Regions from separate parts of the Ovis aries genome. Here region 2 is linked to region 1. Evidence: chromatin contacts called from public Hi-C data. All regions are on one chromosome and are shown on one strand. Each heading gives the region's core, a stretch centred on a gene start, on an enhancer-like site or on the middle of the called end of the contact. The rest is flanking DNA. Distances are from core to core; before and after follow the strand shown. Region 1 overlaps C1H3orf70 (chromosome 1 C3orf70 homolog). Region 2 overlaps VPS8 (VPS8 subunit of CORVET complex).

Region 1 (7,863 bases), core at 1,746-4,245:
CTTCCTCCCTTCCTCCTCCCCGCCGCCGACCTTGCCATGACGCCGTGACTCCCTTCTGAGGCCTCTATCCTGTCAGGCTGGCATGGGGCCCACGTGCTAGCCTGTTGTATGCTGCCTGCCTGTGGCTCTTGGGATAGGTGCGTGAGGCTAAATCCCCTGGGGAAGAACTGACCTCTTCAAGACCCCCAGTAATCAGAAAGGACTCCCAGTGAATTCTAGTTGGACTCTCTGATCATGTTCTGATCTCCGGCGACCTACAGAGGTGCCCACTCAAGGCCCCATGTTCACTGGGGCCTTGGTCCCTTGGGAAACCCCAGTCCTTCCTACATTCGGTGCAGCTCCTACATCAAGTTACAGTCACCACTCAACAGTCTAGATTCCCAGCAAAACCAGGCTCTGAAGATCCCTATGAATCCCATGTGGCCACAGGAAGCCCACCCTCTAGACGTACCACAGAACCCCAGACCTGGGTCCTCCCAATGGTTCCAGGCCTCACCGCATGGCCTCTGAGAGCACTGCCATGGTTCTTCCAAGGTCTTCTGCCGATACATGGTGTACCTACATTCGCATGATGAATTTTGGCATTAGTTCACATAGGCAGACTCTAAACAGGGCCGAAACCCTTAGTCTACTACTTAGCCCTGTTCACGGCTGGATCATCAGAGTTGGGCCACAGTCCCCTGGGGTCAGCTGCCCCCAGGAGGCAAGCCTGAGGCAGTTGAGGGCTGGTGCTTACCACAGGAAGCAGCTGGTATCCAAGGCCCCACTTCAGTGAGGCTGGGAGCTAAAGAAGGTAGAAGCCACTAACACCCAAAGTGCTAAGATTCCACGCCAATTCCCAAGAGGGTTCTTAGATCCAGGGTGGGCCACTCCTGAGCCTGGGTCTCAGCCAAATCCAGGCCAAGGTCAAGCCAGGCTGGGCAGAAAGCTACAGCAGTAAACGGGTGCATCAGGTGATGCCCAGAGGGCTGGGCTGTGGTTCCGGGATGCCCCTGCCTGGACCCAGGGCTGGGAAGGGGTGGGGAAGGCTAGGTGTGGGGTGGAGAGAGGCAGGTAAGGGAGAGCAGCAGGAGAGGGCAGGCGTGACTGCAGGGGCTTAACCAGTGAGGGCTAACACCAGCTGAATTTGGATGTTTGGACCAAGCTCTGGACCTGCTACCTACCTGCAAATTATGAGCGACTCACCTGCCTTTACTGTCAACTTAGCGCTGGGATACTTCAGCCATGAACTCATGAAGTTATCCTGTCCCACCTGGCACACACAGTTGCTGCGTTTGGCAGGTAAGATGGTGTCTGTGGAAATGCCTTGCTAAATTCCCCTTCAGATGCTGTGTGGCTTCGAGGATCCACGCCGCTGCACTTTCTGCCATCATCCTGCAGTGACGGTCCAGACCTTCTGAGCATGAATCCTCTGGGATGCACACACTCTAGGTGATGGCTCATTGTCAGAGAGGACTGAAATGTCCCACCAGGGACCTTCTGATCTGCCATCTCCAAATCCACATGTACAGTTTTGGGCTGGGAACTGAGGACAACAATGAGAAACAAATCCCTCTCCAACCCACTGGCTCAAAACCCTTCCAGTCATGGGTGGAAGCCTGGACTGGGGTCAGTCCCTGGGGAGGCCAGGTGGTTCCAGGACACACAGTCCGCAGCCCAGCCTTCAGTAGCCCCTCCCCCAGGCAGGGGAGCAGGTGGGAAGCTGCCCAGACTCACGGGATCCTCACTCCCTCCCACAAACCTCCAGCAATATCAGGCTCCACCTGCACTGACTGTCCTGGGACTCATTATCTTCCAGCTTACAGGGTTTGTTTCTGAGTGCATAAGTAATTATCAACTCATTCTTTGAAAACTAGGAAAATTCCAAAAAGCAAACAGAAAAACACCATGAATATGCAGGCATGTACTCTGATCTGCCTGGTTTCTGAAGAATTCTGACTTCTAATTGCTTCTCCTTGACCCTCACCCCAGCAAGCCTGAGTCCTAAGGTCCCATCTTACCCCTTCATTCAGCACAAAATCAGAGTGGCACTCCAAGGGTTAAAGGCATTACCAGTTCCCAGTGATTGAAATGTAATGAGGACGAGATGCTAAATTAAAGTTTATTGCAGAATAAAAGTGTGTGTAGTCAGCATCTGTAAGATGCTACAATGAGATGCTTTCTAGAACTTGGCAATACAATTATGTAGAGAGTTAAATTAGTAGAATACACACACAGTTGATGAGATTAGCTGTCTACAAAAGTCATTTTAAAAGATAAGTTATCTTTTGTGAAGGCAGGAAGAGCTAGCCTAGATTCATGATTAAACACAGAAGCAGCAATGGCCGGATCCAAGCACTGGGATGTCTACAGAAAGATGGCGTGCAGGCACTGCACGTGCTTGTGTGCGTGCACGCGCCCTGGGGGGTGGGGGTGGGGCTCCATGTGGAGCAGGGAACGGCGGGGGGGAGGGAGAAGCCTGGCAGCATCTGGATGAGGAGGGGGAAGGTGTCTGCTGGGTCAGGGACAGAAAGGGGACCCTGTGCCCTGCTGCTTGCCCGCTGTCTGCCTCCTGGCTCAGCCCCCAAGGTCCTGAGAGTGGGAAGGCCTAGAGGAGGAAGCAAAAGGCCCAGCACATGGGCTCCATGGCCAAGCTGACTGGGTTCAAATCCAAGTCCCACTTCCTTGCAAGCTGCACCACTCCGGGCAAATGTTTACTTCCTGAGGCCTTTTCCTGGTGTACAGGATGCTGCGCCCTCTCCTGGAGGGCTGCTGTGGGGATAACTCAGGAAGCAGGAAGGCAGCTGCACCATTGTTGCTATGAACAGTGGTATTACTTTTATTACTGATGAACAAATTTATTTAGCACTCCCCATGAGGTTATTCAGGAAAAGCCAACCCCAAAGCTGCTCTGCTCTTGGTGTGAATACAAAAATCAAGCTCTTGGACCTGCCACGCTGAGCCTTGGTGACCAAGTGACCGGGTCCCGAGGCTTAGCAGGGCAGCAGCCACCCTGGCCGCCAGCCTGCCGTCAGAGCCAAGTCTTACGTGGAATATGTGAGCTGAATACACAGAGTGCAGTTCTGTGTGAAATAAATCCTATTTGTGAGGGAATGTAATTTTTATTTGTATGAACCACTGAACTGAACTGAATGCAGCCAACAAAACAGTTATTTAAAGGGTTCTGGGAGTTATCACGAGTGCTGAGCATTGAGTGTATAGTGTACATAATAATAATAATCTGCAATAAGTTTCTGTAAAATTTAAACGGAATAATGACGTAAATGACTTATTTCCTAGCACAAAGTAAGCACTGATATAATTTCCTAGCACAAAGTAAGCACTGATATAAATGCTTTCACATTTTCCAAATGAGGTTTTTTTGTTTTTCATTTAGCTCACATTGTGTTACTATTTAATCAGACAGAACTTCTCCAAAGGTGGGGGTGGGGTGGGGAGGAAGGATATTCCAAAACTCAAAATAGCATATTTGTGCTGGTAAAAAAGGAAAAAATCACGTTTATTTTACAAGATAGTATTCTCCTAAAGTATTATACAGAGAGGAAAGTTGAGCTGTTTGTAGGAAAACAAGGTAATTTTAGGAAATTAGAGAAGAATCAACATTGTGCTTAAAACTTGAAAACAGACAGGTTTTAAAAATCACACAGTAAGTGAATATTACAAGGTACGAACAGCCTTAGAAGTACATATGAACACCATGATATGGAAGCTCAGCGTTAAAACCGCTAGTGGTGATCTGCTTTTAGACTGGTCCAGCCTGTGAAGAGGGCACTTCCATCTGAGCAGAAAGAACTGAGCACGACCAGAGACGGGCCCCTTCCCAGCACAGCCAACTCTCGATTACCCGTGATAATGAAAGGGAGCAGTGACACAGATTTTCTAAAGATTAGTTCTTCCAAAGTTAGTTCTGAGTGCCCGTGTACTCATGCTTGAACGTGAGAAACACAGACATCCCTGGACTGGCGGCACTGCTTTCTCTCCTCCTCACGGGGAAGAGACAGCACACAAAAGCCGGAAACACTGCTGGCCTTCTTACTGCGCTGATACCTCCTCTGGAGTTGGAGAAAAAACCAAGGCGGCTTCGGTTTCCTCATGTAAAGATCCAAAACGTGTCAACAAAATTTTGCAAATAACATGGAATTATAAGTGTTGACAGTATATTTTTTTTAATTGTGCTTTTTTCCCCTGTTGCCTAAAAGTATTTATACCACCAAAGTATCCAGTATTTTGACAGCTTTCTAAATTACCTAGTTGCATCCTACTGCCTAAGTAGAGATACTTGCATAAAAGGAGGTTATGATCAAAGGAACTATGATGGTTCAAACAGGCCAGGAAGCAGAGATTAAGAAATAAAAACTACCACTCTCAAGATAAAATCAAATCCTAGATCAAATCCAAAAAGGTACTTCAGGAAAACAACTTCATGGTTTTGTTCTGGTCCTGCTGAGTTTATTTTGTACTGTATTACCTTGAACTACAGGTCGTCCCCTTCTAGGAATGCGGCAGTTTTTCTACAGAGGTTTTTCTCAGATATGCATTTCAAATCTTGAATATACCTAGATTTTTTTATTGTAAAGCTTCCATTGTTAATGTACCAAATAGTTAAAACCACAAAAGCATTGTAATTGCTTTGTTATTTCTCAGAAAAGTCATGAACACATATGAAACTCGAAAATGCTAAAAGAAATCTTGGTTAGATCAGAAAGCTAAACTCCACACAGTACTTATTCCGTATCTTCTACCTAACAGCTTTTACACCAACTTTCAAAAAGTGGGAATGGTGTCAGTTTTTGACAAAAGCCTGAGAGAGCAGTTTTTCCATTCACACAGCCCGACTCTTTGCCCCAGGTGAGCAAAGGTCCAAGCGATAAAGGTTTCGTATCTCTCAATGTACAAGTATTAATCAACAGCCTATTTAACATAACTGTGTTCAATGTCTATAATACACACTGCAGTCTAAACATTTTCTAAAGTGCCTATAAATATGCTTATACAAATGAGTAATGTAGTATCAGGATTACAGAGAAATTCTTTCATATAATACAGAAGAGAATAGGCCTCGAATTTAAGTTGAAACTACATATTTTTATACCCTTATAATTTGTTTTGAAATGCAAGCATAAGGAAACAATTCTGGTTCAATCATATATGATTTTCAGATAATTATTAATATTAACAGTGATAGGACAAAAACAATTCTTGTTTGTGCTTATTTAGAAAAGGCTATTTTGAGATCCAGGAGTATTTTATATTTAGAATCCAATGGGATGTCTCCAATTCTATAAAATTGATAGTAGTAAGTGAATCTTAGTGAGTTTTTAATTATAAAGAGTTTGTGCGAGTATTTAAAGTGATTATCAACTAGTGTTAAATCCAAAAATTCCATTAAAATCCTGGCTAATCTGAATGGCAGTTCAGGAGTTTTAAAAAACAGGAACCTAGGCAAAAGTCACAGATACAAATATGAACGGCCCAACCCTGACACAGCCAGCCTGAGAAGCGTGCCCCGGAGCCCATGGATTCCCATGGCCCTGGAGACCTGCTGGTTGACCCCAACTATCAACACGTTAACAGATGGAGGAGAGGACTGACAGGAACAGTGCGAACAGAGCCTCATATTCCTGGCCAGGGGTGAAACGAGCTCACCCACGGCTAGGTGCAGATAGGACCCTGATTGCAGGTGGCCAGTCAGTCCCGGCGGCGCTGAGAGCCCAGCGCAGGGCTCATCAGCTCTGTCCCTAAGCCTGTCTCCCCACACCTGCCTCTGTCGCCCTCTCCTGGGCCCCGCTGGCCCTGGAGCTCCAGACACCATCTTCTCAGGTTGATGTGCTGAGTCTTTCTGTCTCAGTGAGTGGGAACTTCGTGCTGGCTGCATTCTCCCTAGCACACAAAGTGTTAAGTAACACTGCTTTCAAAGGAACACACACTCTGCTTTCTAAACCCTTAAGGATGTTTAGGGCACCTGAACCTAACAAAATGTTCCAGCATTTTGCTGAATGTAGCACATACAACTAGGAAAGCAGGTTCTGCCTGGAGAGATCTGTGCAGGATGCCAAGTGGAGGCTTCAGGAAGGGACACCACAGGCCTCTTCTTGTTTCTTAAAACATGAACTAACGTGACACAGAAGAGTTGCGTCGTAACGCCGACGAGCACACGACGATGCCATGGGAGCGCACGCGTGGAGGCTCAGGGCCCAGGAGACGACTCTCTGTCTCCAGCTTGGGCAGTTCAGTCTCACACGGCCGCGTTTCAAATCCCCCGGACTCGTAACTATGCCTCACAGACAGTGCATCTGGAGGAATGGCAGATAACCAACTCACACGGGAACACCTGTTATAAATGGAGATTAGGAGCAAAATTCTGAAGAGAGCTAAACAAGGAAGAATCAGTCACTATTTTATGCGTGTAAGAAAAGAGAACATTTACAATAGCCCATGAATATTACTGTAGTAAAGGGAATGAATATTACACAAAATATTTTCTCCTGACTTAGCAGTGAACTATTTCAACAGTTTTTGCATTGGCATAAAAAATCCATGCATCATACTGAATTCTAATCCATTTCTCACCTAAGCCATTCTAATGCTTCATACAACCAAATGAAGCAGAGTTAATCAAACCTATTAGATTCATTCCTAATCCCTAAAGGACTGCTGTCTTTAGCATTTCCATGCTAACTAAAACTATTTATCGATTTTTTTCCTTAAGACATCAGATGTGGCTGCTTCCTAAATATAATACCTATATGACTTCCTAAAAGTCTCCCGCAGATTTGAACAATTTTAAAAAGCAGGGAAATGTTGGGGAAGCCACCCCTGAGGCTAGCTCAAATGCTACTCCTTCTCCAGCCAGCCCAAGCCAAGTGCATCTCTGCCTCCCCCGGGGTTCCCAGGGCACTCGAGGTCCCCTCACCTGCATAGATTACCTTCCCTCGTGGACTATGGTCCCTCCCTGCTAGGAGTCAGGCCTTATTCATTCTGTATCCACAGCACCCTGGAGAGGGGATAGGCATTCAAGCTAAGCTGGACTGAGCATGAAACAGATGATGTCATCTCTTCTGGAGCGAGGCCTAGCCCAGCCCCAGGTCATGAAGGGCTGGTTGTGCAGACACTGCCTTAACGGGGGGCTGAGCTGGCCTCCAGGAAGCCGTGGCCACACTGGCCCAGAGCCAGTGCAGGTAGTGGAGGGATGAGGAAACGACAGAATGGCACGCACCAGAGCACACCCTGAACTGGTCACGTGAACCAGTTTTCCTCCCGGGGCTAGCAGGGTCGCGGTGCTCATCAGCATGCCAGAAGGACTGCCCGGGGGTTGTTCTGCCAAGAACTGGCTCCTTAGAGAGCAGCGTCTCCTTCACTCTGCGTATCTCCTCAACCTGATCCATGACGCTCTGTGATCATCACTTCATCGCTTTCAAAGTTCCCAGAGAAATTAAGGCTGGGTCACAATTCATGACACCAGATGCTACAAAGGAAGGAAGTGAAGATACAAAAGAAAACCATTTATAACAAAAGAATGTCTTAGCTATAAGACGAATTTAAAAGTGAAGCTCAATCAGCAGACCACTGAACTGCTACGGTTGTTACAGAGGGGCAGGAAACACTGAAAGGGTCCATCGGACAGAAGCACGGGAGCTCAGCGTGGAGCAGAGGCGCCGCTCCCCGCCGGGCCCTCACACGGTGGTTTCTATTGTCTCAATCACTTCCAGATCAGACTGCGAGGGGGAAAGGAGGGTGCACTCATCTGGCTCCCAGCTGCTCTCTGGGCTGTAATCTTCCTCTGAGCTCAGTTCCGCTCCTTCCTCTGTGTCCTCGTCACACGATTCCACATAGTGAGCCCCGATCGCGTTAATCCCAGAGTCC
Region 2 (7,863 bases), core at 3,598-6,097, 240 kb before region 1:
GGTAGAAAGAATTGCCTGTATGTGTTCTTTAGGGAAAGATCTATGCAGAGGATAACTGAAGAGGTAAACATCAACATTTTATTTCATTTTTATTTCACACTAATGGCATCTGGAACCTGGAGGTATTTATTAGGAAAGATTAGCAAATTGTTACTAACACTGAGCCTGAAAGAAATTAGGCTGGGGTTAAAAAATGGGGAAATAAAGCCACTAAAATTTTAAATTGTATTTTTTTCATAAAATAACCAAGCCTGATTCTGTATTATTTAAGATCATATATATTAAGATGACATATATTAAGTATTAAAAAGCTTTAGAGACATATTTTAATTACCATTTTCCTTACAGATGGTAGAAATCCTATTGCATTATGCAGACCGAGCTCTAAAAAAGTGCCCAGACCAGGGAAAAATCCAAGTGATGGAGCAACATTTTCAGGTACACATTTGCAAGTGCTTCTAATAGACATTACTATGAACAGGTCTAGAACTGGTCTTTGATATTATTTGAGAATGGAACTTTCATGTTTTGCTTAAACATTTTTCAGTATTCAGAGCTTTATTACAGGGTTTATGGAACATTCTCAGTTATTAAATTTTGAAGTAACAGGTGTACAGACACGTGGGAACAGATGAGTAAATGTTGTGGGGTGTCAGTGCTTAGGTACTTGGTGCTTCATGGAAGGAACGGATGTGTGTATGACGGTACATACCTGTGAATTGACACCTTACACCTTGCTGATGACTAACACTTTTGTTGACTTGTTGGACAAGTGGACCACCAAGGTTTAAATTTAGCGCTCTTAGGAGCACCTGTGATTCAAGAATAGGTACATTGCAAAAAAATTATGATCTCTTAAATACACTAATAAAACCTTTAGTTTCTCTTGAAACTCAGTGAAAATAGAAGTCAAGGAATGATTTAAAGATCTGCACAGTGTTTATTATAAGAGTATTTACCATTTGCAATCATCTCAAAGTATATTTGTTGGGAATCTGTTTCTTCTTCACTCTTTTAACAAATATTTGAGGGTCTGGTACAGCAGTCAGCAAACATTTTCTAAAAAGGGCCAGATGGTAAAATTTAAGCTTTGTGGGGTACATATGGTCCCTGTCACATGTTCGTCCATGTGATTTTTTTTTTAACTTGTTTTTAAACAACCCTTTAAAAGTGTAAAAACCATTCGTAGCTGGGAGCCATTCAAAAACCGGCTGTGGACAGGACTTGGCCCATGGGTCAAAGTGTGCAACCTCTGGTCTAATATGTTCTAGGCACTGGATGATAGTGTGCAAAAGATGTGTGCTTCTTGTTATCTTGAAGTTAATAGTCTAGTCAAAATAACTTTTCTTGTGCACATTAGTGGACACGTTTAGAAATAATACAGGGTTTTGGAGTTGGAGGAGCAGACACAGCTCATATCTTTTTATATTTCCATTTGATGCTCTTAACTTTGGAAGGCAAGAGTAGATATGGCAGTAAACAGTTGGAGGGTATCAGAGCAGGATTTGGTTTCCTGACTGTACTATTGAATGCCATCGTATTGGGCTTCTAGCAAAGTAACGTTTATTACCTTGTGGCTAGAGCCTCATTAAATTTGAAGTGAAGAAGAGAAAGGAGCTTATATAAGGTTATAGAAATAGATAAGCTAGGAGGAAAACATATGGCAGAAAGAAAGCATTTGGGGACAGAACTATTTAGGAATAGTACCTGCTATATAAATGATTTTGTATATCACTGCAGTATATAGAGAAAAGAAAACTCAGTATTTTAACAAGAGAATATCTGTTATCAAGAAGTGATAGAAAAAAAAAAAAGTGGTAGGATGGTACTCATGTAAGAACTCTGGTTGTTGGAAGGTGTACTTTGGTGAAAAGAAACATCCAATAGGGAATGCTTAGAGGGGTTAATGAGGAGGATATGTGTGTGTGCGTGTGTACACATGGCGTGCGTGTGAATATACACATAAGGTAGAAACCACTTTGTTGGGGAAGAACCTGGTAGAGAGCTGTAAAAGGAAAAAGGAAACAAAAGTGATGTTCTGACAGAGAAATATTAAGGAATCTCGGCATGACAGGGACTGTAGATGATGGTTTCTAAAACAGATTTTAAAATTTTACTGAGAAACAAATTATGGTAGTAATTAACCATCTAGATATTTGTCAAAAGTTTAATTCTGCTAAAAGAGTATCTAATAAAATTTTGATTTATTAATCACTTAGCCTCATAGGCGATAAACAAAACAGTGGTGGGAATCATTATTCTGAATTTACTTTTTACCAATGATTGGGGAAGTAGAAGAGATAAACTATTGATAGAAAAATTATCTCTTTATTTTAAAGATTATAATAACATCTCATGAGGAAAAATAACATTGCGAATCCTGTATTTTAGAAAGCAGATATTTCAGGAAAAAAAAAATGGGCACGGTCTCATGGTTATAGGCCAAAATACTAACATACCCCTAAATACTAAAAGATTCACAAAGAACAGGACTTTTTTTTTTTAAACTTTTTATTTTGTATTGGGGTATAGCCAGTTAACAGTGTTGTGACAGTTTCAGGTGAACAGCAAAGGTACTCAGCCATACATACACATGTATCCATTCTCCCCCATACTCTCCTCTCATCGAGTCTGCCAGATAACATTGAGCAGAGTTCCGTGCACTATACAACAGGTGCTTGTTGATTATTCATTTTAAATATAGCAGTGTGTACATGCCTATCCCAAACTCCCTGTCCTTTCTCCCCATCCTTCCCCCCGGCAACCATAAGATCGAAGAACAGGAAATTCTTAAATTTTGACACAATAACCACAAACAATCCAAAGAGAAAAGACATGGGGAAGAATGTTGAGAGAAGTATGTCTATAAAACACAAAACATCTACCAAAGTTGGAGAGAGGTGGATAACCAAAGATACTTGTCAAAAGCATGAAGAATCTATATGACTATCAGAAAAGAGACTCGTATGGTCCAGATTGTACCTAACAAGATACTAAAGGACACAGAGGGGTTTTGACAAAGATTAACCTAATACATATATTACATGCCAAGTACTACGTGAAGGGTGTGGCATTCATTTTTGTTTAATTCCTGCAACAACTCCATGAAGTAGATCCTGTTTTTATCCTCATTTTATAGAAGAGGAAGTTTAGGCTGAGAGGGGTTAAGTGACTTCTGAAGATGATAATGCTGATAAAGTTTGGGGTCAGAACTCCAGTCCAGGATATTCTGACTTCAAAACCCAGCTCTTAAGTAACCATTGTACTGTATTGTTGTTTTCAGAGCAAGTTCAGGGACAGGATGTGTGAGAAGGGGTGATATTAGTAGACGATCAGGAATGATAATTATAACAAACATCTAAAGTATTCAGTGCTTACTGTATGGCAGACACTGTTACAAACCATTTACACATGTTAACTTATTTAATTCCTGTAACTCTGTGAGGTAGGTTTTGTCATTATTCACATTTATGAGTGAGACCGAGGCACAGAGAGGTTATATCACCTGTTGCAGATCACACAGCTAGTGAACAATAGAGCTGGGGTTAGAATCCAGTACTGGGACTTCAGAGTCCACATCTGGAATGCTACACTCTACCCTGGAGCAACACTTCCGGTTTTGCTTCCCTTTTCATGAGCACAGAGAGTGGTCTTTTAAAATGGAAAAGTCCAGATAAATATATTAAAGAAACAGGCTGAAGCCCAGCATATGTTTCATATAGTTACATTATGATTGTTCAGATCTCAAGACCCAGTGGAATTATAACCCATAGTCCTATTTGAACAGTCAGAGCTATCTAAATAATTTGTAAGTAACTTTGGATCAGTTTTCAAATAAGGCACACTTGCTTAAGCATGGATGCCTAAGCAGAGAAGACATAGCTTATTTCACTCAGGAGGATATACTTTTGAAAAAGGTGATCTTTAGCCCATTAGGATGAGTAAAATTCATGCACAAATGGCCACAAATCTGCTGTTTTAAGTGTTAAATTGTAAATATTTAATCATAAAATAGTAAAATAGGTTAACTCTTACCGTGTAATCTTGTAGAAGAAAAGTAGATGTAGGCACTATCCGCTGTAACCCCACTGTGGTTTGTGAACATTTTCCTTGAGTTCACTTAAGAACAACCTTGCTGAACTCATAAAAACTGCACTTTTGAAAGGAATTTGAGGACACTACATTCATGCAATGCTTATTACATAACATCTTGATTTTGTTAAAGCATTTGCCTTAGTTTTCCATTACCCTCATTGCTGAGATGGATTAGTAAATAGTAGATTTATAGATGATGAACATCCCTACTCCAAAGAGTATTCTTGCAGGCCTAGTATTAATTACTTTCTAGGGCTCTTTCATATCCAAGTTTTTATCATTGATTTGGATGAAGATTTATTGAGTGGCTTGTCGAATTTGGATAGAACCAAGAATCAGGGTCCAAAATGCTCTTGACAGAGTGCAATCAAAATTGTTATGAGGTGAAATTTAGCAAAGATAGACATCAAGACTAGCACTAGATTCAAATAATTAAATTGAATGCATCCTGGGTTGGGAAAATCTAGCTGGACAGGATTTTAGTTGACCATAAACTTAGTATGAGTCAATTGTGTATTAAGACCCAGATAGCCACTGGGCTATGTGTTGAAAATAAAAGTCTAAATAAGGTAGTTTATGGACTGTTGACAGACCAGTTTTTATCCAACAACTGGGCTGCTGGGAGGTTTTAAAAACAACAGTTAAAAAATACCGAGTTGTTTAATCTGGGGAGAAAGTAAGTACAGACGTGGCTGCTTTCAGATGGTGAAGGACTATCATAGGGAGATTTATTGTACTGCAGCAGAGGCAAGGCTAGAATGTGAAAGTGAAAGTCGTTCGGTTGTGTCAGACTCTTTGTGACCCCACGGACTATACAGTCCATGGAATTCTCTAGGCCAGAATACTGGAGTGGGTAGCCTTTTCCTTCTCCAGGGGATCTTCTCAACCCAGGTCTCCTGCATTGCAGGCAGATTCTTTACCAACTGAGCTATCAGGGAAGCCCATAAGTGGGTAGAAATCAGGAGAAGGTCTAGTTCAGTTTTAAATGATCTAACGATTATGTAATAAGTCTTGGACTGTGTACCTCCTACTGTCAAATGTTGAAGTAAAAGAATGATGACCAGCTAACTAGGAGATTTTTTTGATTAATTAATTTATTTTAATTGGAGGATTATGACAGTATTGTGGTGGTTTTTGCCACACATCACCATGAATCGGCCACAGGTGCACGTGTGTCCCCCATCCTGAGCCCCTCTCCAATCCCCCTCCCCACCCCACCCCTCTGGGTTGGCCCAGAGCACCAGCTTTGGGTTCCCTGCTGCATGCATAGAACTTGCACTGGTCATCTATTTTACATAAGGTAATGTACATGTTTCAGAAGGCAAAGTGGGATGATTTGAGAGAATAACATTGAAACAGGAGTGTCTATAAAAGACTTTGTTTTGCTGGGTGGGAAGATCTGAGACTTCATTATCATTATCAAGAAACTCATTGGAAACAGGTAACCAGTAATCCAATTAGTTGAAATTCCTAAGACTAGATTCTATCTCAGTCAGAATGCTGAGCATTGGGACTTCCTTGGTGGTCCATTGGTTAAGACTCTACACTTCCAATGCAGGTGGTGCAGGTTTGATCCCTGGTTGGGGAACAAAGATTCCACATGCCCTGTGGCATGGCCAAAAAAAGAAACAAACTGAGCATTTACATTTTACCAGCAGGTGGCACTCATGCCTGCTGTCTCAGTTTTAATCTTTACCTTTGAGGAGGAGCCTCACCTTTTCCTTAGAATCAGAATATATAATACCATTCAGTATTTTTGCTTTTCTCCAAAGATCAATCAATATTTGCCCCATCTTAACTACAGAAGATAGCTTTTGGATCTCATGATGTTTTTGACAGGCTTTGGCTTTTATTTGTCTAAGAAAGGTTCGAACCTATAGTTATAATTTATTTGTATAATAGCTAGTAAGATCAAAGAGAATTAAAGTGTTCTCTTGTCTCATACATCTTGAACCTTGCCTTTTCTTCAGGCTGTCTTTCTTATCCCCAAAACAAAGCGTGAAAGTGTTAGTTGCTCAGTTGTGTCTGACTTTTTGTGACCCTGTGGACTGTAGCCCACCAGGCTCCTCTCTCCATGGGATTTCCAGGCAAGAATACTGGAGTAGATTGCCATTTCCTTCTCCAGGGAATCTTCCCGACCCAGGGATTGAACCTGGGTCTCCTACATTATAGGCAGATTCTTTACTGTCTGAGCTGCCAGGGAAGCTCCTAAAAACAAAGTCAGACAGCAAACAAATCCCTTCTTTGCCCCATGCCATCTCCCATAGTCTTATTATGCCTCTTGTTTGTACAGTCTCAACAGAGCCACACATAGCTGTCTTCATCTCCTCACCTCCCTCTCATTCCTTGTCTATGAATTCTGTGGGCCCTTTTATTCTTCATCTTATTGGTCCTCAGTAGCAATCAACACAGTTAACAACTCTGGAAACAAGTCTGTCTGTCTGGCTTCTCTGGTATCATACATTCCAGGTTTTTCTTCCTCTTTCTCCTGCTACTAATGTCTGTCTTTGTTCATTCTCAAGGTATTGTCTGTCACTCGAGAGTATTTGTTAAAAATGCCTTTTCTTGAGTTATTTCCCTGTTCTGCTGAGTTAGGCTCTCTGAAATTGGTGACCAGGATTTGAAATCAGCCCCTGAGATGATTCATCAGCATGTTGGAAGTTTAAGAATCATTACTTTATCTTGTGACATAGGTAAATAGCTATCTTACTATTACCTCCAACCTAAGTTGTTCTGAGTTCCAAGATCCCTATAGTTAAGTTGTCCATTTACATCTTCACTTGGGTGTTTTATAGGTGCCTCAAACTCATGAGGGTTTTCCCTGGTGCCTCAGATGGTAAAGAATCTGCCTACGGTGCAGGAGACCCGGGTTTGATCCCTGGGTCAGGAAGATCCCCTGGAAAAGGAAAGGGCAACCCATTCCAGTATTCCTGCCTGGAGAATTCCATTGACAGAGGAGCCTGGTCGACTACAGTCCATGGGGTCACAAACAGTCAGATATGACTGAAGACTAATATTTTCACTTTCAAACTCATGAACTGCCTCTGCTGCTAAGTCGTGTCAGTTGTGTCTGACTCTGTGCGACCCCTATAGATGGCACCCCACCAGGCTCGGAACATTACCTCTCAAAACCTTATCTGATGACCCCTGTTTTAGTGATTGGATCCATGTTCACCTAAAGTAAATTGAATGATTCTTGTCTTTGACTTGTTCCCTTTCCTGCGTCTTGACTATTTCTCCAATTTAATCATTCTGTCTAGTCTACCACTGGCCTGTTCCACATCACTATCAATCTTCTCTTGGTATATTACCATAGCCTCTGCACTGATCTTGCTGTACATAGTCTTATTGTACTTTAGAGACCATTTTTCCACACAGCAGCCAGAGAGAAATGTATTATGTTTAGACATAAGACTCTCAGGATTTTAAAATATCTTAAGGGCTTCTCATTTCACAGTAAAGACTGAATTCCCAGGCGGTTTCTAGGGCTCTGTGTGATCTATCCCTGCCTGTATTTCCCTAATTCTCTGTATCCCTTTCATACCTCAGAGTTCTTTTCAGATCCTTGATATTGCTGTTCTTTCTTGACTCAGAGCCTTTGCCCATGGTGTGTTCTATGCATAAAAAATGCTTACCCCTGCCCTTTATTTTTAGCTACTGTGTATTCTCAGGTGCCAGCTTAAACATCACTTCCTCTGACTTCCAGACTGTCAGATTCATTTCTTTGTAAAAATTGTCACTTAAGTCACTCATTCAGTGTGTCTTCCC

Evidence for each region. Hi-C and Micro-C count contacts between places; a contact is called where the count stands out from the background.
Region 2: a Hi-C map of hypothalamus shows a contact between it and region 1, with 3 times the contacts expected there. The contact joins two enhancer-like sites. A contact is called at or near these places in 3 of 16 Hi-C or Micro-C datasets (hypothalamus and liver).

What each region holds. Positions count from the first base shown.
Region 1 is chr1:202,886,178-202,894,040 of ARS-UI_Ramb_v3.0, reverse strand. C1H3orf70 (chromosome 1 C3orf70 homolog) reads right to left here. Exons shown (of 3, transcript XR_001021688.5): 2 at 6,914-7,863; 3 at 3,469-6,331. Among named protein-coding and RNA genes, the nearest start is that of C1H3orf70, 120 kb to the right of the region's middle. Within about 2 kb of position 2,995, at least 6 of the 54 cell types and tissues checked have an H3K27ac peak or open chromatin away from gene starts, as enhancers often do. A contact at or near this core is called in hypothalamus and liver, where this site is marked.
Region 2 is chr1:203,125,130-203,132,992 of ARS-UI_Ramb_v3.0, reverse strand. VPS8 (VPS8 subunit of CORVET complex) reads left to right here. Exons shown (of 46, transcript XM_060419762.1): 20 at 349-438. Among named protein-coding and RNA genes, the nearest start is that of VPS8, 68 kb to the left of the region's middle. Within about 2 kb of position 4,847, at least 9 of the 54 cell types and tissues checked have an H3K27ac peak or open chromatin away from gene starts, as enhancers often do. A contact at or near this core is called in hypothalamus and liver, where this site is marked.